4 separate regions of the Mus musculus genome follow, and all the other regions are linked to region 3. The links are chromatin contacts, called in public HiChIP or PLAC-seq and Micro-C maps. All regions are on one chromosome and are shown on one strand. The core of a region is the stretch at or near the end of the contact, and the rest is flanking DNA. Distances in the headings are between cores, read along the strand shown.

Region 1 (4,581 bases), core at 863-3,362, 810 kb before region 3:
CAGTGCTTGCCAGCAGAAGGGACATTTTCTGTGCTGTGCTTGGGAAGGGCACAGCAGTGTCCCGAGTCTATTAGTCTCAGCAGCCCAGGTTGTGGTCTCAACTAGAAAGTCCCCCACCCCCGTCCTAGTGAGGAAGACAAGCTAGAACCGTGCAGCTGTAATCCCAGCACTTGGGATGCTAACACAGAAACGTCAGGAGAGCATGTCAGCCTAGGCTAATAGATAAACATAAGAAAATCTTTTCTGTGTGAGTTGAAGATGCCCTACTAAGGCTTCGCAAGTGTGAGTTGGCCTCCCTAGTTATGTTTGACCTAGGCAAAAATTTTTCAAGAATTTATGTATATGGGTGTTTTGCCTGCGTGTCTGTGTGCCACCTGTGTGCCTAGTGCCCAGAGAGGCCAGAAGAGGGCATTAGATTCCCTGGAACTGGCGTTACAGGTGTTTGTAGGTCACCAGGTGGGTGCTGGGATTTGAACCCAGAACTTCTGGCAGAGCAGCCGGTGCTCTTAACTACTCGGCTGTCTCTCTACTTCTCCCCCCACCTCCCCTTTTTTCTTAAATGCTTTTAGCCATGTTTAGTGGTGCATGCCTTTCATCTCAGCACTCCAGAGGCAGAGGCAGGTGAAACTGTGGGTTTGGGGTTTGAATCTAGCTTGGTCTACATAGTGAGTTCCAGGCCAACCAGAATTACATGGTGTGACCCTGTCTCAAAAAAAGAAAAAGAAAAATGTAATCATTTAGAATGTATGTGGTGTATGTATGCCACAGTGCAGGGTGGTGTCAGAGGGCAGCTTTCAGTGATCCGTTCTCCTCCCTTCACATCATATGGGGTTCCTCCGGCTTGGCAGCAAGGGCTTTTGCTCACTAACCTTCCCACCAGTGAAAATCTGTATTTTTGTTGTTGTTAAGATGTATGTGTTTCAGAGCTGGAGAGATGGCTCAGTGGCTGAGATCAACAACTCTCCCAGGGAGCCCAGGCTCAATTCTCAGCACCCACCTGGTGACTCACAATTGTCTGTAACTCCAGTTCCAGGAGACCTGACACCTTCACACAGACATTCATGCAAGCAAAACACCAATGAACATAAGATGAAAATAAATTATTTTTAAAAAGATTAATGTGTTTCATGTACATTAATGCTCTGTCTGCATGTAACATATGCATGCCAGAAGAGGGCATTGGGTCCCATTATAGATGGTTGTGAACCACCATGTGGTTGCTGGGAGTTTAGCTCAGGACCTCTGGAAGAGCAGTCAGTGCTCTTAACTGCTGAGTCATCTCTCCGGCCCCAAACATTTGTATTATTAGAACACACCTAAGAGACACCAGACATCATTAGTGTGAAAAGTGGAGTATGTTTATAGTAGATTCTTTAAAAGGCTATGTGTGCATTCGTCAATCCAGAACTCAGTGACCTCTGTCACCATACAGACGACAATAAGCCTTTTTGAGGACGAAGATGATGAGGTATCCACGCACCAGCCTGATTTAGAACCCATTGGACTGAAGACAGCAAGACTAACTCGGTGAATTTTCAGATATCTTTATAGATAGATTCCATTTTGCAGAAAGGGAACATTGAGGCCTGGAGCACAGGAAAAGAAGGCAGTGCAGAGTGTGCAGGCTGTGCAGGAGCTGCCTTAACAGACCGAGTTACTGCTGCTGGAAGCAGCTCGGGCCTCCAGACCAAAGTGCAATTACGTCACCCAGGAAAGAGGCCCACTTTAATTCTGGTGCTGTGGACAAGAGGCAGGGGTTTCTTCGTAGCCCTTGAAGCTCTCCTGGAGGCTGTGGGAAATGCTAGTTATCCTGACAAGTCAGGGACAAAGGCTGAAGTGGCTCTAGACCCAGCTCCTGCAGGGAAAACAGACAAAAGGTAATGCAGGGGCGGGGCCAGATGAGGCTCCTCCTGGGCTGGATTTACACCCAGTCCGCATGCTGATGTAAGTAAAGAATGGAGTCATTCAGGCGCCCTGAAGTGCAGTTTCCAGGCTGCTCCTAGGGGGAGCATTATGGATGCTGTTGTTGGCTCATCTGCCATAGTAGGGGACCAAGCAATGCCTGACTACTGTGCTGTTAGGCAGCATCAAGTAGACACCACAGCCCCATCTTTTTCTTGCCAACAGGCCACAACAGACACTAACCACACAGGCCCTCCGTTCCATCCCAAGCTGGGGGTGGGGTCTGCCTAAAAACCAGCTGGGTGTGGCACACCTGTCATCTTTAGTTACACAGGAAGCTTAGGTCTAGCATGGGTTACAAGAAACACTGCCTGAAAGCAAACAGCAAAAGAAATGAAGGATAGTCACCCCTTCAGAGCAAAGGTCTCAGGGGCAGGTTTCACTAAGTCCCCCTCATGCTATGTGTACTGACTGTGGGAGGCTTGTCCCTATAACCCAGCCCTTATGGTGCACAGAGTGAGGAAGGCCGACTCCTGTATCCCTCATGATTTATTTGCCGTGGCAGGCCCATCCCTTCACACCAGAGCTTGTGGATGTACGGTGGGAAGCTCATGCCTGTAACACATCGCTCATGGTGCATGTCCTGTGTGAGGCCCGTGCTTTAAGCCAGCACTCTCTGAATACCCTGGTTGGAGCCTGAAACCAGCTTGCCAGCCCTCATGGTGTGTGTACTTGAGAGTTGGGGGAGGCATGCTTATAAACAAGCACCAACTGTGAAGATTCTGTTGGAGGCTGACATTTGTATACCAACAGTCAGTGTGCGTGTATAGGCTCGAACCTATAACCTAGCATTCAAGGTGCAGATACATCCATGACTCATGCATGCAATACAGCATCCATGGTACATGCATTGTGGGAGATTTACACATGTATCCCATCCCCCATGGTGTGTGTACTTTGGGAGGCCTGTCAGCTCTTCAAGGACTCCCTTGCCTATGGGACTATAGACCTTCCCCCTTGGTGTGTGTGTGGTGGTGGGAGGACGGAAAGAGAGCCCTCGTACTCTGACCTCCAGAGACCGAGAAAGTCATTGATGAGCCCTTGGATCTGAGGTCCTCTGGGCCTCTGCCTCATTCACCTGGGACCTAGGTAGTCATCAAATAGGATTGCTGGAGGTCCTGGCAGCCATGGAGGCTGCATGGTGTGCTCCGAAAGCAGTGATAAAAATGTTGATGACCACGGTTATGAAGACCAAGATGGTGGCAGCATTGTTGAGCTTATTTAAATGCCTCTGGTTCTCTACCTCATTCAGGTTCAGGATGGCTGTGGAGACAAGGAGATCAGGGTGAGTGGTGGTGGATGGTGGGTGGGTAAGGGTCAATCTAACAGGGCCAAAGCCTGGAGCTTCCCTCTCCCCACCCATGAATTTGGAGACAACCTGGCTTTGGAGACCGATCAGGAAGAAATGAAGTCACTGGACTGAAGTGTGTTTGAGTCTTCTAGCACATGAAACATCTACTGGATGATTCATAGAATGGACATTGGGATGCAAAAACGTCTACGAGGGAAGGTGTACTTCCAATACAATGGACACAAGAAATTGTCACTAGCTAGTAGGGTCAGTCATTTATCAGCTGCCGAGAAGTGCCCACCCATGGGATATGAGGAGATAGGACTGGGGGTGCCCTTAGTGTAGGATCTGTTACCTAGGCGTAGATGTGTAACCCCTCTGTTAGCAGGTGGCTGGGAAGTTTCACATATGATGCAGGGACCTTTCCTACCACCAGGGGGCGCCAAGGCAGAAAGCCTGACTCCAGGCTGGGCTCCTTACCGATGAACACAAGAAGGAGGCTAATGACCACTTGCAGGAGCAGAGAGACAATGATGAGGGTGACTAGGGTGGTGTAGTACTCCGCGAATGGCCCTTGCTGCAGCACTGATTTCAGCCGCATGGCATTGGACATAAAGAGCGCCACGTCTAGCATGCTCTCTGCCACACTCTTCTTGGTGGCATAAAAGTTCAGGTCTATGCGCTGGTTCCCTCCGCGCATGGAGTGCCTGTGCTATAAGAGAAGAGAATCTGGTAAAAGGGCTGGAAGGGACTGGGAAGAATACAGGGGTTTTAATACCCTCCCCAAAGGCGATGAAATGTCCTCTTGGGTGACAGTGACAGCCTCCCTGCTCAGCTAATGACCTGAAACCAATGAAAGGTTGGGAGGATGTGGAGGTGATAGTGGGTGTACTGTTGGTTGAATGGATTGGTGGATGGAACCTCTGTGGACCACTAAGCTCTGAACTAACTAATGCAACATGACAGAATCTGTTTCACTATTGCCGTACACCTTCACGTCATCAGATGAAGACAGACAACAGAAGGAGATCTGAGACCTGGCTGAAATGGAAAAAACACTTCCTCCAGCATGGCCAGCCCCACCTTAGCCAGTACCTGGGTCAGGAGTCCTAGAGCTTCCTTCCCACTCCCCCATATAAAGGACCATGGGCTATTAGAAAAACACGTCTACACAGCAATGCATAGCAGTTGAAAGGTCTTAACTTTAAAAATTGTTTGGGAAGACTAGAGATGTATCTCGGTGTATAGTGCTTCCCAGCATGCCCTGGGCTATAGTTTCGATTCCTGCCATTGCTGAAACAAATTAATATTTTAAATTATTTTAAAAT
Region 2 (4,688 bases), core at 1,547-4,046, 650 kb before region 3:
AGAAAAAAGAAAAAAAAAAAAAAAAAGGGAAAGAGGCCCTCCATAAGCCACATCCAGGAAGCTACCGGGAACTGTACCATACTCTAGATCAAGTATGTGTTCAGTTCATTTCAGCCACTGTCTACCTTAAAGCTGTTGCCGACTTTTATTGCCTGTAAGTTATCAATGGGAAGAGAGAAGCATGAATCAACACACTGAAGAAGAAAAACAGATTTGCATTCTTGGTCACCCAAATGCCAGTGCTTCAGATGTTCATTCTGAGTGCATTTGTGTATACTAAGCTCTTCCACACACTTCTTTCTTCCTTTCTTTCTTTCTTTCTTTCTTTCTTTCTTTCTTTCTTTCTTTCTTGGCTTTTTTAAGACAGGGTTTCTCTGTATAACCCTGGCTGTCCGTTCCACACACTTCTATTTAGTCTCTTGCTGGTTTGTGTGGACGGGAGAGAACTTGAAAACAAACTCCAGAGAAAGGGAAAGTATGATCTGGAATTATAGTCAAGAATAACAGGGAACTTAGTACGGATTTAATCATTATAAAGAGAGATGAACATGTGAGCGTAGTAAATCTCCATACTATAGTTCAACCTTTAAGTCTAACCGTCCCACACAGCGACGATACTCACCATTGTATCTGTTTTCCTAGTAAAGCTAAGTAGGAAAAGTTGTCATGTGGATAAGTGTGGTTTTTAAAGTCAATGATTAGTAGGTTATTTATAATGACTAGGTATTCTTGCTTGAAATGATGTGTTGACAGGTCATGGCTATATTATATATATTAAGGAAGTTGTGCCCATTGTCATGTGACCAAAGTTGCAGGGTTTAGTAAATAAGAATAAGCAACAACGATAAAATTGTTTCAGAACCACCTGGACAGAAATATCCTAATTTCTTTTTATAGAAACAAACATACAATAAATAAAAAAAAAACTGTGATTTACTGGTCTTTTAAAAACCCACCACTGTATAATTAAGTTTCTTTGTGTTATAAACAAAGTTTTCTCTGGTAAAGCAACTTTGAGAAAATTATAATCAACAGTCTTAAGAAGTACAAGAAAAATGCACTTCATAGTTACTTCTTCATTTGCTGACATTAGATTTATCACTGGAGATAAACCACTAATTAAATGTACTAAAACAGACTTACCATTAATAAAGTGAACTAATGATTTTCTAAAACAGTAGAGCACTAATATTTCAGTATTCTTCCTGCCCCTTCTGCACTTGTATTTCAAACTGTTCACAACCTGCCTTCTTTATTAAATCTAACAGCCATAGGGTTCAAACAAACACTAAAACTTACATGGTAGATTTCGGCAAGAAAAAAAAAAAGGAAACGTGCTGACTTCTTTTTAAACGTTTCTGATAAGTTAATATTAATTGTATAGCAAGACTTCTCTATGCGAAGTTTATCTAGATACACTGAGTCAAGGAATCTTCCGTTTAGCCGCTTCCAAATCACTCAGAGATCCTCTCATATAGTCTTGGACAAGGAAAACGCGCTTCAGAGCTCGCTCCAGTCCTGGGCTGCGACTGCAGCGTATTCACGCTCGGGTGCGGTTGCGTACGTTTAAGCGCTTCCCGCTCTCACCGGTTGGGTTAAGACTTGTAACTGCCATCTGGCTCATAAATTTGGTTTCCTACTCTGTCTGGTGCCCCCTGGTGCTCATCACAACTATAATCTTACGTAGTAGCAAAGGTGGTCCAGGAAGCACTAAAGATATTTTGAAGAGAAGAATTCCATTACTGTAAACTGCACGGATCTAGGTTTCCGGAGATCCGCGCCTTGGTATAAATTACATATGTGTACATATGCAAGTGTAGTACAGAAAGGGGATGTTTTACTGAGCCACCGAGGCAGGGTATAAGAAAACAAAAGGAAAATAATTTTTACTCAAATATAGAGGCAAAAGTCAACTATGTCCTCTCAAGTTTGTAATCAAAGATTAAAGATGTAGAATATCTTCGAACTCGACCTCCTCCCATGCTTGTCACCCGCCTCTCCCCGCCCCCTACACCTCCCGTTCCCGTTAAGTTTCCGGCAAAGCAAAGAGGTTCGCTCTGATCCTGGGTTTTATTTAGTAGGCAGCCCATCTTTGCAGCCAAAGTACTTGTTTGGAAACTGGAGATGAGCATGCGGCTTTAGTTGTTGTGAAGAAGAGAAGGATGGAATATATTTTGTTTACCCTCACCCATCTAATCAACAGTGATGGTATGTGCACTCTTCACAAAGTTTTCTGGGAGTCTTCGAATTCAGGCTCAGGTTATTCAGCTTTACCTCCTTCTCCACTCCCACACCCCTAGTCACAACACTAAGGAGGCTCTCCATTAAAGACGAACAACATCATTTTTCATTGCATGGCAGCTCTACGAGCTATCTAAGCAGAACATGACGGAAGTCTCTCATTCTCTCCTTTCTTTTCTTCTCCTTTCTTCTCTTCTTTTGCAATTGATTCCTAAATAATGATTTTGATAGCGAGCACTGAGTTTGGAACGGAATTGAGCGACCCACGATGACGCTCCCATCAGGCTTTCAGATGGGGCGGTTTTCAAAAAAAGGAACTACAATTCCCAGGAGGCACCAGGCTAGAGCAATCGCAGGGCATCACGGAAGTAGTAGGCGCGTTCCTCCCGGGTTCCTTTCACGGTTTTCACCGCGAAACTACAAATCCCATCGTGCCTCGAGCTCGGCACGCCTGCGCGAGAGCCCCCCGAGCGCGATGTGGGCGGGGCCGCCCCGGGCGGCGGGGGGCGGGGTCCAAGCGGGCTGTGTGGAGGCTTCAGACATCGGCGCCATTTAAAGCGGAGAGTTTTCCCGGGCGGACGCGCTCCTTCTGCTCGGCTATTCCGTACTCCCTTCTTCGCTGACAGAAGGCGCCTAGTGGGGTGACTGCTCTTTTTCTCTCCCTCTCCCCCTCCTCCCAGTTCTTTCGGTCTCCTCTCCTCCTGGCCAGAGAAGTAGCGGAGCCCGGGCCCCGCGGTGAGCGGCCCTCCCCTCCCCACAGTTCCCTCCCTCCTCTGCCCCCGGCGCCGGCCAGAGAGGGGAAGAGGTTCGCCAGGCCCGGGGCGGGCGGGGAGGCCTCGGGGACGGGGGGGGCCGCTCCTCAGGCTTCGAGGCTTCGAGGCTTCGGCCCTCAGCATCTAGTGATGGGCGCCCTCTGAGACTGGTCCCCTCTCCGGGGCGCGTGCTGCCTGAGGCGGCGGCCGAGCGAGCGAGCGAGCGAGCGAGCGACCGGGAACCCGGGCCGCGGCCCTCCTTCCCCTGCGCGGCCCCTCCCACTCCTGTGCCCCGGGCTGCCACCGCCCGGCGTCGGGGCTCGTCCCTCGCGCGCTGTGCCTCCGCCCTCAGGGCCTATCCCGCCGTGCTCGGCGGGCGGGCGGCGACGGCGGCAGCGGCAGCGGAGGGAGCTTAGCCGTCTTCACTTGGGTCGCATCCTCTCGCCCAGGAGCCAATTCCGCGCCCTGCTCCTCATGACTGCGGCGCTTCTGCTGCCCCAGCCCTACCGGCCTCCGCTCGCTGCAGGATGGATGCGGACTGTGCGGCGCTAACCCCCGTGGCTCCGCTCCCTCCTAGCCCGCCGACGAGCCCGCCCCGTGAGCCGCAGCAGCTTCGGTGCCAGCAGCAGCAGCCGCCGCAGCAGCCGGACTCAGTGTCCCGCGTCGCCCTCGGGGCGCCTTGTCAGTGCTGAGTGGGAGTCGTCCGGTGGTTCGGAGCCCGCCGTAGGAGCGCTGCCCAGCACTTCTTGGTGGCTTCTCCGGGTCACCCTTTTCCCTTTTCATTCATAAATCCGAGCCCGCATTCTTCACTCCATCGGACCGACCATGTCTGACGGTGCCGCCGAGAAGCAAAGCGGCACTCCGGGCTTCCTTACGCCTCCGGCGCCCGTCCCCAAGAATGGCTCAAGCTCCGATTCTTCCGTGGGCGAGAAACTGGGGGCTACGGTCGCCGACTCGGGAGTTGGCAGGACGGAGGAATATCGGCGCCGCCGGCACACTATGGACAAGGACAGTCGTGGGGCGGCCGCCACCACCACCCCCACGGAGCACCGATTCTTCCGCCGAAGCGTCATCTGCGACTCCAATGCCACCGCGTTGGAGCTGCCGGGCCTCCCTCTCTCTATCCCGCAACCTAGTGTACCTGCAGTGGTGCCCCAGAGTGCTCCACCCGAACCTCACAGAGAGGAAACTTTGACCGCCACCGTTGCTTCCCAGGTGTCTCAGCAACCCTCGGCTGCTGCCTCCCCTGGGGAACAAGCCGTTGTAGGCTCGGCCACCACGACCGTCCCCAGCAGTACCAGCAAAGACCGCCCGGTGTCCCAGCCCAGCCTCGTGGGGAGCAAAGAGGAGCCACCGCCGTCCAGAAGTGGAAGTGGCAGTGGTGGCGCCAGCGCCAAAGAGGCGCAGGAGGATAGGAGCCAGCAACAGGATGATATCGAAGAGCTGGAGACCAAGGCAGTGGGAATGTCCAATGACGGTCGCTTTCTCAAATTTGACATCGAAATCGGCAGAGGCTCCTTTAAGACAGTCTACAAAGGTCTGGACACCGAAACCACTGTGGAAGTCGCCTGGTGTGAATTGCAGGTAATGCCCCACCCCCTTTTTTCTTATTCGGTCGTTTGGATCCCAAATTTGGCTCTGTTAAGCCAGTTTGTCGAGTTCACTCTTTACTTGTAATTCTCTGACTCTGAGAGG
Region 3 (4,174 bases), core at 1,441-3,940:
TTTTCAGCACCCTCATGAGGGATTCAGTCCTCTGTAGGCACCTGTATTGCACATGGTACACAGGCATACATGCAGGCACAACACCCACACACACAAAATAAAAAGATCTGAAAAAAAAAGTACTTGTTCTGAGCAGAAAACAACTTTTCTTCATAGGAGGAACACTGAATCCAACTTCAAACCGTCTACATGAACAATGGTTTACATGAACAATGGTATATAGAGTTTTCGTTTTATTTTGAATTAGGAGTTGCCCTACCATTTGCTTATGGCTTTAGAATTTTAGATACATCTTCCATTTTCATTGGCTATTGACTTGACTTTTACAAAGGTGGCTAAGTTCGCTCTAGGAGCAAGTTCATTGTCATTATGTCAGCAACCTGTCAACATGTCATTGAAGCCTCAGCTGGATTATGAATATTACTCAATATAATGTCTTCCTGTCATCAAGTTTCAGAGATGACTTTATTAAACTGGCTATACCACAGGGCAGAGTTGGTCACAGTGACTGGTATGCGGTAGGGTAGAAGGAAATGTCGTTTGTTGCTGTAGAAGATGCAGGACTTCCCCTCTGTGGAAAACTGTAACACCTTAAGAATGGAGACACTGGGCATGTGTGCTGGCTGGCTCAGCATGGAAAGGGGAGGCTCTGACTGATGCTCTGACTTCAACTCTCAGACCCGCATAATGGAAAGAGAGAATAGATTCCACAAAGCTATCCTCTACCATGGCAGAGATGTAGGAGGAGGCTTGCCTAAGCATCTACAGGGCCCTAAATTCAGTCTCTAGTGCTGCAAAAACAAATACTCAACACCAGAAGGGAGATTTTGATTTTGAAGATTCATAGCTGATATGGGGAGATACTGAACATTGCTGAGTTCTCTGTGATGTGTGAATAGCCAATCAAGAGACAACCTGTACAAATCAACAAGGGCATAGCCAGGGAAAGAGATCTGGAAAAAACAAATCTGCTTTGAAACATTTGGTGATGCCATTTAGGTAAGGATAAGGGTGAAGCCAGTTGGGCAGTGGGACTCAGGAATGTCCCTTTGAGGGTAGGGAGAGTGGCAAAGATCCTCATTAGCTGAGAAGGTGTGGGTGGGCATTTTGAGGAAATAAGGTGGTTTGTTTCATCATTATAGAAGCATCAGAAATTGCATGTAGTGATTGACAGTGAGATCAGTTCAAGAGGCCAAGCTGAGAGGTAGGAGGGGAAATGGCGGGCTCTCTTAAAAACCCTGTTCCTGGAGACAGAAGCTTTGATCAAAGAAGCATCCTTAAAAGAAAGCTCTGCAGGAAAGATTTGAGAGGGGGTTTTGTTTTCCTTTGTTGAAGCAGGGTCTCATTTTAGCCCTGGCTGACCTGGAACTCATCTTGTGGCCCACGTTGGCCATGAACTCACTGCAGCCGTCCTATACCAGTTCCCACGTGCTAGGAATTAAGGTGTGAGCCCCCATACCTGGTAAGATAATGGTCTATCTTAAGTCTGTCTTCCTTAGGGGATACCTTATATTCAGCCTGAAAAAAAAACTTCTCTTTTTGCCCTATTTATTATGGATCCTTCCCCCCGCACCCCCCCCCCCCTTAAGTTATTGATGGAATCGAGGCTTTTGGAGTGGCTATAGCTTTACCACTGAGCTATATTTCCAGCCTTGGGCCACATTTATAATTCCCAAATGCCTGCATTTGTTTTCTGATGGGAAAGGTACAATTGTCTTTCTCAGTCTTAGTAGCCAAGTCTTTGTCTTTCTCTCTCTCTCCCTTTCTTTCTTTCGTTTCTTTTTTTCTGAGACATGGTTTTACACTCTGTATAGCCAAGGCTGGCCTGGCTCGCGATGTACACCAGGCTGATCTGGTACATGCAAGATCCTCTTGTTTTAACCTCTCTAGTGCTTTTCCTCGTTGAAGAGTTTTCCATGTCTGCTTCCCTCCAATCGCTCAACATCACATTTTAGCTTCTTGGCTATGAGACCGATTGTGGTCTAAAGGCAAGAACAATAAGCTTCCTCCAAGGTCTAAACTAAAGCTTCCGAATTTACTTTGACGTGTATTAAGTTTTGAACTAAAGAGTGTGACAGATACAATCCTCTTACAACTGAACACGAAGAAACCATTTTTTTTTCCTCTGCACACCAGCTCCTATAGTTCCTTGTTCTGGTTCAATAGGAAAGCTCACTCGTAGCAAATCATTCCCTCTGGGTAAACAGACACAATGCTTAAGTCGTTTGCAATCGACCATTGAAAATAATTTTGAATATCTTCTAGAAGTGGTAGGGCATAAATCAATCATACGTTAGTACGGTAATAAAAACAAGCCCTACTGTTTGAGGAAGAGTTGACTAAACGCTTTCGGAATCCTGAAACCTTCATAAGACGACGCCTAGCATTATGTTGGCCGCTGACACAAACACACGCTCCATCCCGAGTCATTAAACCGTGGCGGCCCACTCCCTTCTCAGATCTCTTCAGAAATCGTCGAGGAAGCTGGGTGAGCGTTCCGAGGCACTCTGCCCGCACTGTTTACATTGTGGACCCGGCCGAACTACAACTCCCAAGATGCATCACGCTTCCAAAGCCTCCCGAGGGGAGGCTTCCGGTTTAGGCCAGCGCGGCTGCGCACGGGGTGTGGTCTTACTGGCTCGGCCCGCCTCGTGCGATGCGCGTCACGGCTACGCGCGGGCGCGGAGGCGGGGAGACGCGGCGGCGGCGGCGGCGGCGGTCGCGGCGGCGCGAGCACAGTCCCGACGCGGTACCGCGGTGGCGGCGGCGGCGGTGGCGGCTCCAGCGAGCGGCCCCCTCCCTCCGCGCCCCCCCTCTCCCTCCCCGAGGCGCTGCTTCCCGAGGCGCCCGAGCCGCGCGGTGAGACGGCCGCTAACTCGGGCGAAGGGCTGTGGCTCGAGCGCGGCTTCCCGGGCTCAGCAGATTGCCCGGGTCGGAAGGAGGTGAGGGCTGAGGGACAGGTGTCCCCGGCGCGGGCCGGGAGCGCGCGCCTGGCCGGCTCCGAGCGCGGCCGGAACTCTGACCTGCGGCCGCGCGCCTGGTGCGGGGCCCAAGCAGCGGCCGGGGGGGTGGGGTGGGGGGGGGGGCCGGGGCCGCGCTCCGTGCAGCTGCGGTCGCGGGCGCCCGCTGCCCTGTCCCCGCCGCGGGGCAGAGTCCGAAGCCCCTCGCTCCGTCTCTAGTCGATTTCGGAGCCGGTACCCCCGCGATGGCCGGAGACTGAAATCCTCCCGCCCCGACTTCTAGTTGGTGTCTTCTGCCACTTCTAGGGATTTCTCTGGCAGGCTTGCTTCGGATGGCTTGTGCTCAGCGCGACTTTTCCAACCACTGGGATGGGAAGGTTGCCCTCACCTTTCCTTAGGTGGCGCGTCAGGCTGTCACTGCGGGATAGTTCTTGGGCCCAGTTCTGAGCCCCTTTGGGTTTTTATTTGCCAGTGGTTAGCTTGTTAGAGAATTGCTGGAAACGGCTATAAAATAAGTTTTGATGAGTCCGAGGGAGCGCTAGACCAGACAGCTAATGAGTCTCTTCTTTTGTTTTTTTTGACCTTGATTTAAACATTTGTTTCTGGAGTTTGAAAACTTCACGAGAGCGTTGAGCAATGAATTTTTGATAAATGACATGACCACCTGGGATTTGGTAGGTACAATGCTTCATTGGTGGTTTTAGTATTTTAGTGGAAATGATCTTTTAGTTGCATTTATGTTTTACTCTGGTTGTCTCATTTAAAGAAAAAAAAACTTTAAAAAAATTAAAATTATCCAGTTTATTATGGTGTGTTTCTGTGTGACTCCTGTGTTCATGGCACACGTGTGGAGGTTAGAGAACAACTTGGTAAAAGTTGATCATCGTCTACGTTTATGTGGTTCCGGGTATCGAACTCAGGCGGCAAGGTCTTGAAAATTTGCCTGGCAAGCATACTCTTTAGCCATCTCACTTGATGGCCTGTAATTCTTGTGTTGCTGTGTTCATTGTGTTTCCCCAAAGCAGAATGCTTACCCCTGCTCCCCAAGGAGCAAGGTAAAAATACTGCAGTCTTTTAGGATTTTAAAATTTATTTGTTCATAAAACACTTCCCAACTAAGTGTATTTGTTTTGTTTGTTCGTGGGTGAGGGTGTGCAGGTCTCACTCTGTAGCCCAAACATTAAGAATCCTGCTTCAGCCTTCTGTGTGTTAGC
Region 4 (4,657 bases), core at 889-3,388, 550 kb after region 3:
GAAGTACATCCCTAGCCTCTAGACAATGGTCTGTTACAAACCTAGCCTGCAAAGGTCGGAATGATGGTGGGAGGCATGGGAGTATGTAATCGTGTGCCTGGGGTGTGTCGCAATGTTGAGCGGCCTCCTCCTCAATCTGGTGATACTCGACTTAAGTATCGCTCTCTTAGAGCCTTCTACCGGTTCTTATCAACTGGGCCCTTAATGGGTCGGTGAGGTCCTAGCTGTTTCCTCGAGCCCCTTTGCTCCCCTGAAGAATGCATGCAGAAGCCATTTGAGGCAGCATCCGATGTGTCATCCTATTGCAATAAGATGGCTGGGACATTTGCATTTTCAACAACACTCTTGTTCTTTTTGCTGGGAATTGAAACACTGGCTGGGGGTGGGGGTAGGGGTGGGGATGGGAGTTGGGTTGGGGTACACAGAGAGAAACTCTCCCCAACAGCCTCATCCTCTAGGCCCCTCAACCCCAAACAGAGGTGCTACCCATTCTAGACACAAGAAAAGCTCAGCTTCTACAAGGCTCATGCCCATGCATATCACAGACGCCTGCTCTGGGCTGAAAGCTGGCACGCAAGAGCTCTGCCAGTGAGCAACATTAGAATTACAGACATAATAATACTAATTAACTTTCCCAGGCCTGTGCTCTCTGCATTTATTATTTGTAGAGAGACAAAGCCTTAAATAACAGGGCCAGCCTCTTTGGGAGCCCCACTTGGGGTGAGGACTGTCCTCATTACAGCAAGTGAGATGGATGGTGTTCTCAGACCAGGGCACATCATGGGAAAGCCTGCAGCAGGTGTAGCCTCCTTCTTAGCCAGCCCTGAGGCTTTCCACTGGCACCGTGTGGGGCAGGGATGGGGAGAAGAGAATCAATTTCTAGTGGTCTGGCCTCTCCTAAGGTTCACGTCCTCAGCATGTGCCTTCCTAGGCTACAGTGAGCCCCTGTTACTGGTGCTCAGCTTGGCTGCCTGTGATCCGAAGGCTCCCTACTTCTCAGTCCCTGCCTTATCATTTATGAATGAAGAACAGTGAGGAGGGAATGACATCAAATGTCTTTGACCTGGACGTGCTTCAAAAGGTTCCTGAAGCTCCTGGAATCGTATACATATGGAATGTGCTTCTGGCCACTCTCTCGGGGGCTAGCCATCCATGGCTAACTGCTGCTTTCAAAGGGTCTTTGAACTCAGGGTTAAGGTCATGAATGAGTTGGTCCCTGAGGGCCCCTCCACTTCTGCCCATTGATGACTTTAGAGCACTCATTCTCAGCACTTGGGTCGTGACCCCTTTGGCAAGCCCCCATCTCCAAAAATACTTACATTATGATTCCTAACAGTAGCAAGAAGTACAGTTAAGAAGCAGCAACAAAGATAATTTTATGGTTGGGGATCGCCACACCATGAGGAACTGTGTTAAAGGGTCACAGTGTTAGGAAGGCTGAGACTCACTAACTTAGAGCCATCGAAGCTGATGCATTTTGTCACACCCAGCAATGGGTTTGTGGAGACATGTGGTAGAGCCTTGGATTGGAAACACCCTATAAATTAGCTACTTTAAAGTAACTGACCTACTGGGCTTCATCACATGGGTTTGCTGTAGCGTTCCTACCTCTCAGCACCAGCTCTGAGAGCATCCCCAGGTTGTCCTCTATGTAACTTCTATCAATTTGGGGAGCACTTCTGCTGTTGGGCAGCCTGCTTTGTGGTCGTGAGCTAAGATGGTCTCCCTGAGCTTGCTGCCTGGGGGGGGGCATCCACGCTACCACTAAGATGGACATGCGACCTCTTACCTCTTGCACTCACAGAGCGGTAGAGAGCATTTCTTATTGGCAGTTTAATAATAAATGGATTGACTGTTAGAAACGCTTGGGAAGCTCACTCTGGGCTGTTGGACGGATGCTGTGAGAAAATCCAAACAATCACCTTTGAGGAATTCCAGGAGAATCTGGAGACTAACTGGAGATTAATTTCCAGGGACTTCGCAGTGCTTCTAAGTTGATACTGCTGCCACCCAGCTACAGAAAGGATATACATCTCTCTCTGTTCTGAACACCCTTGCTCTGACCACCAGTTCTTAACCATGGTCCAGGAGGTCGCTAGGTAGAATTCCAATGTGTCTCTGAAATAGGATGAAAATGGTTAGATCTTTGCTTTCAGACTTCTAGCGTGTATTCATCATGACTTTTCTTTATGATTGGAGGCAACATTAGTACTTCTATGACTTTTTCCACTGCTAGAAATCACTTTAAATCGAATTAAGGTAGGTGCAGGTACTCAAAAGTTTATGATAGGTAGCCACTTAACTCCAGACCACCAGTAGGTGAGAGGCGGTTTATCTTAGGGTTGGGATCATACACTCTAAAATCAGCAACCCTGCATTTGACCAAGCGTAACATCATATGTACTGTTCAGTTATCTTTCTCTTCATTAAATGCTGTGCTCTGCCTTTTAGGCATGCCTGGGCAACCCTAAGTACCAAATATGGAACTATTGCTGTTGCCCCATGCAGATAGCCTGTGTGGTAGTTGGAAAACTCAGGAAGAAAGGGGTGATGGGATAAGATGTATCAATCAGCTTGCTGTAGACCGAATAATTACTGGAGACAATCAGCTAAGAAGTCTGTTTCTACTGGCTACAGAGTGTGAGCACTTGGCTCTCTCTGTTGCTTCTGCTGGTGAGAGCTTGCAGCAGAGAAGGCTTGTTCATCTCATTGTGGCCAGGAGACAAAGAGACAGGAAAGGAACGGAGTCCCAGGATTTCTACTGCCAGCAACCTAATCCAAGTTTTCACTGCTTCTCAGTAGCCCCAAAACTGGGGACCCAGTGTGCAGCGCACATGGACCTCTGGAGAACACTGAAGATGCAGACTGCAGCAGATAGTAAGAGGAGAAATGGGACCAAAGCGTGGGGTGGTGGAACAATGGTGAGTCAGAAGCCTGGAGTTTCCCTTCTGATGCTGCCTTCATCAGGTCCTGGCTCACAAGAACAGTAATGTGGAACAGCCATGTGAGGGGGTGGGAGGACCGTGCCCTTCCTCCTTAGGTTCTAAGTCATAATGTCTTGATGGCTGGTGGAGTGAGGGGTCAGCTGTGACTCTGGAGTAAACCATGCCTGTTATAAATAGAAGGGTCAAGTTCCAAACTGGGAGGAGGGGTGGAGCCAAGGAGGCAGCCTAGCAAGCTGGGGGTTTTCAGCACCCCTTTGGCAGCAGAGATAAAGTTAATAAACAGAACCATCCCAAGAAACGGTTCCACGTCAGAGTCAGTCGAGGTGAGGAGCCTCTTCCCACAACTTCTTGGAAAAATAGAGACCCAGAGTTTGGAGACAAAAGGAAATAAAGCCAGTCAAAGTGCCCGTATTTACACAGTGGCCTTCACAGAGCAACCATCCAGGATAGCGCACTGGAGTATGAGCTAGGAGCAGGAGAGGGAGGAGCCAGTTCAGATGTGTTCAGCTCAGCTTCCTCCTTCAGTCACTGAGCAGAACTGTTTAAGGAGCAGCCTTTCACCTCCTGGCCTGACTTCCTGCCAGAGGTGCTGATGAGCAGGGAAGCTTCAGAAGCTAGGACCTCAAGCGGTCACACAGTTGCCGTGTCTAGAGACAAGCAAGCATTCTGCCTCCACTGATCTCACATCACACACGTTCACAGTGCCGCCACACTCCTTCCCTGCAGCCCAAGGTCCCTGCAGCTTTCTGCCCAGGCAATCACGTGCCACTCTTTATCTGAGAGGTCTTTATCTTTTCAAAGATGGTCTGTGTTCTTCATCTTTCTCCTCCGTTCTCAGCTTGCCTGGTGGCACATTTCCCACCCTTTCTGCCAGCATGTTCTTTCTGACCCATGTTACTTGGCAGTGTTGTGCTCCATTCTCCAGTCCTACTTCTGCTTTGCTTGTAGATCCTGGAACTGCGCATAGACTCCCTGAAGGGGCTTAGCAAAAGTGGGTTCAACTGGCTCTCCATCCCCCAGCACTCCGCCACACTCCCTTTCTTTGTGAAATAGAGGCTGGATGGTGTCTTCTGCAGTGCACAACCAGGGTCGTCTCACCCAGGCTCTCTCTTCTTTTGTATGCATGGACTCCACCTCACCATCAGTATTTACGAGCACAGTAGGCCAGGCAGACAGCATCAACCCTGCTTTCGAGGAGTTTACAATCTAGAAGGGGGTAGGGTGGAGATGCACTTCATTTAAAATGGCACTGCTGTTTGGTGTTTCCTGAAGAGTGCTGAGGAGATACCTAGCAGTATGTAAGCTTTGTAAGCTTTGGGTAGCTCAGCCCCGCGGTTATTTAGAGAGGACGAGGAAGGATTTTAAAGGCAGAGACCATTAAGGATAGCTAAAGTTTCCAGGGCGATAACACAGTCTCATCCATGGAGAGATGTGTAGCAGGAAAGAGGGTGAGGAGAGTCTGTGGAGTACAAGCAGAGGAAGCAGGTATTGTAAACACTGGGAGGAGCCAGAAAGATTACACGGTCTTTTCTTAAGAGATCTGCCACCAACTAGGAATGATTGATGACAAGACAGACGGCTAGAAATGAACATGATCTTGTGCACCTGAGAATAAAAATAATAAAGAAGTTTTCAAAAAACAGGAGTGAGCCACGCAGCAATGGTGCACGCCTTTAATCCCAGCAATCAGGAGACAGAGGTAGGCAGAGCTT

The links. A called contact is a pair of places that touch in the nucleus more often than the background predicts. HiChIP or PLAC-seq counts read pairs in DNA pulled down with a chosen protein or histone mark.
Region 1: an H3K27ac HiChIP or PLAC-seq map of thymic regulatory T cells shows a contact between it and region 3, with 15 times the contacts expected there. The contact joins the enhancer-like site here to the promoter of Adipor2 in region 3. A contact is called at or near these places in 2 of 484 Hi-C or Micro-C datasets (LSK cells and pre-B cells) and 4 of 115 datasets of contacts at active chromatin or transcription factors (extraembryonic endoderm stem cells, large pre-B cells, pancreatic cancer cells and 1 more).
Region 2: a contact with region 3 is called in a Micro-C map of embryonic stem cells, with 5 times the contacts expected there. The contact joins the promoter of Wnk1 here to the promoter of Adipor2 in region 3. A contact is called at or near these places in 4 of 39 promoter capture datasets (the C10 cell line, cranial neural crest, pre-B cells and 1 more), 8 of 484 Hi-C or Micro-C datasets (the Ba/F3 cell line, CD4 T cells, the G1E-ER4 cell line and 4 more) and 4 of 115 datasets of contacts at active chromatin or transcription factors (the 230-238 cell line, extraembryonic endoderm stem cells, fibro-adipogenic progenitors and 1 more).
Region 4: an H3K4me3 HiChIP or PLAC-seq map of embryonic forebrain shows a contact between it and region 3, with 4 times the contacts expected there. The contact joins the promoter of 1700080F18Rik here to the promoter of Adipor2 in region 3. A contact is called at or near these places in 1 of 39 promoter capture datasets (cranial neural crest) and 1 of 115 datasets of contacts at active chromatin or transcription factors (embryonic forebrain).

The regions. Positions count from the first base shown.
Region 1 is chr6:120,197,287-120,201,867 of GRCm38.p6, reverse strand. Ninj2 (ninjurin 2) reads right to left here. Exons shown (of 4, transcript NM_016718.2): 2 at 3,734-3,965; 3 at 3,041-3,225; 4 at 1,530-1,855. The coding sequence ends at 3,059. It overlaps B4galnt3 (beta-1,4-N-acetyl-galactosaminyl transferase 3), which reads left to right. Exons shown (of 20, transcript NM_198884.2): 20 at 1-1,115. Among named protein-coding and RNA genes, the nearest start is that of Gm25327, 56 kb to the right of the region's middle. Within about 2 kb of position 2,112, at least 60 of the 459 cell types and tissues checked have an H3K27ac peak or open chromatin away from gene starts, as enhancers often do. A contact at or near this core is called in thymic regulatory T cells, where this site is marked.
Region 2 is chr6:120,036,763-120,041,450 of GRCm38.p6, reverse strand. Wnk1 (WNK lysine deficient protein kinase 1) reads left to right here and starts at 2,796. Exons shown (of 28, transcript NM_001199084.1): 1 at 2,796-4,577. The coding sequence starts at 3,819.
Region 3 is chr6:119,387,250-119,391,423 of GRCm38.p6, reverse strand. Adipor2 (adiponectin receptor 2) reads left to right here and starts at 2,690. Exons shown (of 8, transcript NM_001355692.1): 1 at 2,690-2,942.
Region 4 is chr6:118,838,069-118,842,725 of GRCm38.p6, reverse strand. It overlaps 1700080F18Rik (a long non-coding RNA gene), which reads right to left and starts at 2,138. Exons shown (of 2, transcript XR_003956354.1): 1 at 1-2,138. All of the region lies in intron 3 of Cacna1c (calcium channel, voltage-dependent, L type, alpha 1C subunit), which reads left to right.